Regions from separate parts of the Mus musculus genome. Here region 1 is linked to region 2. Evidence: chromatin contacts called from public promoter capture Hi-C data. All regions are on one chromosome and are shown on one strand. The core of a region is the stretch at or near the end of the contact, and the rest is flanking DNA. Distances in the headings are between cores, read along the strand shown.

What was found. Capture Hi-C pulls out chosen DNA fragments and counts their contacts.
Region 1: a promoter capture Hi-C map of pancreatic islet shows a contact between it and region 2. The contact joins the promoter of Slc17a3 here to the promoter of H4c6 in region 2. A contact is called at or near these places in 2 of 39 promoter capture datasets (both in liver) and 2 of 9 other capture datasets (adipose tissue and pancreatic islet).

Annotation. Positions count from the first base shown.
Region 1 is chr13:23,837,668-23,840,708 of GRCm38.p6, forward strand. Slc17a3 (solute carrier family 17 (sodium phosphate), member 3) reads left to right here and starts at 1,767. Exons shown (of 12, transcript NM_001164743.1): 1 at 1,767-1,998.
Region 2 is chr13:23,550,319-23,553,216 of GRCm38.p6, forward strand. H4c6 (H4 clustered histone 6) reads right to left here and starts at 1,350. Exons shown (of 1, transcript NM_175655.3): 1 at 968-1,350. The coding sequence starts at 1,325. The coding sequence ends at 1,014.

The DNA of each region.
Region 1 (3,041 bases), core at 517-3,016, 290 kb after region 2:
ATCCAACAGCTCCAGTCAGGAGCTTCAGTCAGGGCTTCCCATTATGGAGAAGTGGTTTGTCCTCTTACAGCACTTAGAGTCAAACACAAAACCAAAGGAGATGCATTGAGAGCATAAAGCAAGACAGGACTTAAAGCCACAGTGAAGATGAGCTACCAGAAGAGCTCAGTGCACACAGAACCCAGATTCCTTTCTGTGAATGAGTTTGACATCAGTGCTCAGGCTGAGTCATAAGCCTAGGGGCCTCTGAGAGGTAGAGTTTTTTTGTTTTTTGTTTGTTTGTTTGTTTGTTTTTTGCCTATACGAAACAGTGGGTTTGAAGTACCACCTCACCTTTGAGGCAAGGACAAACTCCTTCACGAGCTTGGAAGGCAATGAATCTGTTGTCTACTTCCAAGCTATTGGCAGGATCGTCTAAAGAAATGAACAAGCTTGGCCTCTGGTGTGCTGGTGTGGGTGTTCCGAGCTCAGCCCCTTTGTTGGAAATCAATGTGGAGGTACCTCAAAAAGCTAGACATAGGACTATCATGTGATCAAGCCAGAACATTTCCTGAGAATATTCTCAACAGACTCTATATTCTACTGTAGATTTATTTACTCATTCATGTTTATTGCTTCTCTGTTCACAATCACCAGGAAATGAAAAGGTTTAAAATGTCCCATCACCTGATAAATGTGTAATGATACATGGAAGATTATTCAACCATAAAGAAAAATCAAACTACAAAATTATCAGTTCGGTGCATTTCTCAGCCCTCATCAGGGAAGCTTCTTTTTATAGTATAAGGTGATTAATACAAAGACCCACGGCTTGTCAAAATCTAGGGAGTAAGAGACTGTGGTATGATCAGCTTTAAAAGGGCATCTGTGTCACATTCTTGATCATAAGGCTCAGGAAGCATTGTAGAAGAGGCATCTTAAGCACCAGAGGTAGTGGACATCTACTGCAAAACCTTCTTTGCCAGACAAGACAGCGCTGTTGTACACGTGAGCTCACAGCAGCTGTGGCTGTAAACACAAGACCTGAGCAAGATCCAGCCAGCCAAAATCTCGCCACGGTCAGGGCGGGAGCTCATGAAGTCTCACCCATGGCCGAGGAGCTATTGGCAATTTATGGCTGCTAGCCGGTGAGAGCATCAGTTTTCTTCAGGGATTCAGATTCTAAGATGCTATCCATATTCCATTAGATAGTTCAACACCTATGAACACACAGACAACACTACGTGACTCAGTAGGGAGGAGGAGGAGGAGGAGGAGGAGGAGGAGGAGGAGGAGGAGGAGGAGAAGCAATGAAGAAGCATGAACTTGAGAGGGAAAAGTGACAGTGGGGAATGGGAGGAATTTGTTGGCAAAAATGAGTGAGGTCTGATCACAATGCATCATGTGCATGTATAAAAGTTTTAAGCGGTTACTTAAGTGAGTTAGAAAACTTGCCATTGTACATGGTAACATGTGCAAATTGAGATGTAGGTACGAGCATTGTTTTATGTAGTTTATCAACAAACATAGAAGTAATTAAGACAGGAAAAAAGTCATGGGGAATAAATACTGAATTTATGAGAAGCTTGTGGGTTTTGTCCATTTGATTTGGTTAACAACGTTACTAAATAAGATTATGGCCCACATAGTTCAAAGAAGCAAAAGAAAATTAAAGACCAGACAAAAAAAAGAGGGGGTAAAGTACAAAATGTGTTTAATTTGTAACTTATCCCATTTCAAACCGGAAAAAGGAAATGTCTTTAGAAATACTGCAAGGCAATGTGACTAATAACTGCCTGCAGGTGTCAGACCCAGTAGATCCTTCTGGGGTGCTGGCAAGACACTGGACAAGGACGAAGGCTGTGAAGCTCACAGCTGAAAGCAGGGGGTGCTTCAGCCTGTCATTAATGATTAATAATTGGAGTCATGGAGTGACACAGAATACTGAGTGGTCTGGTAAGAGGTAAGAGAAGCCTGTCCAGAGGAAACACAGGAAGGCCTACCTCAGTCACTAAGTTGGTAAGTCACTTACTTTCATTGGGTAGCCAAAGATCTGCACTGTCCTTGAATACCAGCTGAGGGTTGCTATACATCCCTCCTCCAACTTCAAATGTTCTCCTGCTGACAAAATAAAAACATGTTCATACAATGTAAAAACCTATGTCTACAAAGGCAATGGGGAAGCAAGAGTGAGGAAGACGGAAAAATGGAGGGAGAGGCAAAGGGAAGGGGGAAGGGGGAGAGAAGGGGAAGAAGATAACGGAGGATGGAGAAAGAGAGGGAGAAGGGAGGGGAAAAGAGGGTCCAAGAGGGAGGGGAAAAGGAGGAACATACAGAGACAGCGGGTAAGGAGAGGGAGGAGAAGAAAGAGAGGGAGAGGAGAGACTGGAAACTGAAGAGTTTGTGCTAGATCACCATAGGAATTGGTGGAGACAATAGCAGCTGTGGAGACAGATCCAAGAAACACATACTATAAAGGAATGTTTTTAAAACTTTTACGTAGTCACATAAAATCATGTATGTGTGTAGAAGTGACTTGTCCAGAGAATCAAGGGAGGTAGATCTACCATACCCAACAGAACTTGTTATTTAAAAAAAAAAATTGAATGAGAGAGACAGAGACAGAGACAGACAGAGACAGAGAGAAACAGACAGAGAGAGAATGGTAAGGGGAAAGTCAAAGTGTCTCATGAACAAACATCAGTTCTTTTGCTAATGAGCTCAATGGCCTAGGAGAAGAGAGTCAGTGAGTTTTCTGAGGTCCATGGCCCTGCCTGGGTCCTGAGTCTACAGCAGTGGTTGTAACTACTCTTGTTAGTCTGACAGCTGCTGGGGACATGAAGAACAGTGTGAGCATTGTGAAAACCACTCTAGATAAAATGGTGTTAGCAATCACTTCTTTGCCTGTTACATCATCAATACAAAAAGCACACAGCTCTTACCTTACAGCAAACATGACATTATACTGGAGCCATATTTGAGAGACCATGGTCTGGGAACAGAGATTTAGGTTATGCCAGATGTTCATGTCCCAATATGGAAGCCGTCTCATGAATTTTATA
Region 2 (2,898 bases), core at 100-2,599:
CTTATGAGAACAAACCACACGTGTACAGATGGAAATTTCATTTGGAAGAAAAGATGTGTTGTTCAGTCTAGTTGGGAGTATAATTCATGGTTATGGATGAGGTCATAGAGGCAAGACAGATGTCAGATAAAACACAGGAGTTTGGGTTTTATTTTTTAGATGCAGGATAATCAGTTAAGAAAATTTTATTTTTGTACAAAAGAGATGAAAACTATTTAAAATTGCTTAAAAAACACTGCAGGGGAAAAGATAACTCATCATTAAAATAATTTGAAAAGGACCCAGAAAGCATACAGAAGAATGAGAAAAACAGGATGTGTGCCAGGAAGCATGTAATCTTGATATTGCTAAGTTAGGAATATAGGGTCACTAGTGTGCTTTTGGGCCCATCATTTTGACTGCGGGAGTGGTTGTGATCTCATGTATAGCAGGAGCTGTAAATTTGGAAGTCAACAAGCCATTTAGTAGTCGAATCCTTCTCAATGTGGAAAGCCTGGCTCATAGCAGGGTAACAAGTCTAAGTTGCTAAGTAATAAGGCCACTTAAAAAATATGAACCAGTCTGTTAACTAGTAATGGAGTTTTCCCTCTGGAGCAACGTTGTCAGGAAGAGCTGGCAGCCTTGAGCTTTAGCCCAGAAGTGAAACGTTAGGGTTGTAATCAAGGATACAGGGGAAAGAGCACACAGGTTAAAACAGCTCTTTAGGCCTAAGAATTTTGTTCATCATCTCTTCAAAAGTATCTTTTGCCCTTTGTATTTAGCACCTTCAAGGGAATAAGACTCAGCTTAAGCACTGGGAGAAAGCAGTAGACCTTGTCTGGATTTGATGTGTTATAATTACTACAAACTACTGGGGAAGCACTTTCATTGCCTAGATTTACCTTTTGAAAAGTCTCAGCCGCCATTTTGAACTTTAGGGACAGAACAATTACAAGTCGAGAAATGCAAACAGCTTTTTATGACAAAGTGGGTGGCCCTGAAAAGGGCCTTTGAGAAAGAAGCTCCAGGTGAGCTTAACCGCCGAATCCGTAGAGGGTGCGGCCCTGGCGCTTGAGCGCGTAGACCACGTCCATGGCGGTGACGGTCTTGCGCTTGGCGTGCTCCGTGTAGGTGACGGCGTCGCGGATCACGTTCTCCAGGAACACCTTCAGCACACCGCGGGTTTCCTCGTAGATGAGACCGGAGATGCGCTTCACTCCTCCGCGCCGGGCCAGGCGGCGGATGGCGGGCTTGGTGATGCCCTGGATGTTATCGCGAAGAACCTTACGGTGGCGCTTAGCGCCGCCTTTGCCCAGGCCTTTTCCTCCCTTACCACGACCAGACATGGCTATGGAGCACTGAGTTGAAATTCCTTAAGCGCCCTCTACAGCTGGTATATATATGGCGAATGCGGACCTTTTAGAGGACTGAAAAGGCGCGGGCGGGAAGGTGATTCTGTATCCGCCCCTCTAACTCACTGGCTGAATCCTATTGCTAGGCGGAAGGCACAGCCCCTGTGGCGAGGGGAATATGAGTTTTCCGCTTTTCTCTTGGAGTTCTTAGTCACTAGTTTGTGTCCTTCAGGAGCGTACTTGTAGGTTCTGACAACCGATAGTTTATAATTCTCCCAGCCACTCATCATTTTTAAAAAGGAGGTTGTTATCCATACACTTATCTACAAAACCGGATATAGTACAGTAAGGTTATCTTTTAGGTGGAAGATTTACGAAAATGTAACTTCTAAAATTTTGCAAGCATTATTAAATCTCACTTATGAAGCTCTTTGCATTTCTCAGAGGCTTGCACATAGCTCTGTTTTCAAGTCTACAAAGGGCACTAGTATTGATTGAATATATACTGCTTCCCTTTTTTTTTTTTTTTTTCTCGAGACAGGGTTTCTCTGTGTAGCCCTGGCTGTCCTGGCACTCACTCTGTAGACCAGGCTGGCCTGGAAAGATGGAGACTTGCTCAGAGTTGAAGATCTAATCTTTTTAATAAACGCTATTGTTGCTGGGGAGGACTTTTGTGTTTCATGACCGGTAGCCACCGTTTTCTTTTTAGCCTCTGTAGTACTGGTTTGAGCCCCATCCTTGTGTAGAGAGAGGCCATCTTGAAGATGTGCTTTGGCTATTGCTTGTGTGAGACGTTTCTATGATAATGGTAGAGAAACAAACAAACAAACAAAAAACCCAAAAAAACAAAAAAACAAAAGTAACTACCATGTACTCAGGATGTGCTTATCCCAATTACCCCACAGAACTTTTCTATGCTTCTTTCCAGAAAATCACCAGTCCTCACCCCACTCACTCTGTACATACCAGAATGCCAAAACTAGTGTGAGTACAGTGGGGTTAAATAGCACAGTGGATTCCTCTCCCCCACCCAAGGAACTCAAAGGTCACTTAAGGGAAACTAAGTTCAGGCTGTGAAGTGTGACATGACATCAGCTCAGCATATTCCTTCCTGCTGCCTAGTAAGTACCCCAGTGAAGCAGCCATATCCCAATTGCATTGACCTTGCCCTGAAACTTGTTGAGCACAGTTTCAGTTATCTAGACTGTAGATGGGGATGTATTTGCACATTGGAGAATGGGCTTTTCTAAAAAATCGAGGACTTAGAATACTCCTCAAGTATGCAAGATGCTATTTAGCTTCCACACACAGTTAAAAGGTGTTACAGAGGGGAGAGAGAAGTGGGAGGGGGGTTTTTAAATATTTAAAGGCTCCCATTTTAGAAAATGAACTTAATACATACTCTTTTGTACTTGGATGTGAGTTCCAAGTTGCCAGTATCTTCATGTAATGTCAACAGAAAGGGATATAAAATTGATAGCTCTAATTTTTATAGATATTTTGAGCACATTTGTCTTAAATTTGTCTTCTTCCCCATCTATTATGATTGTTTTCCTGTTACTTATTA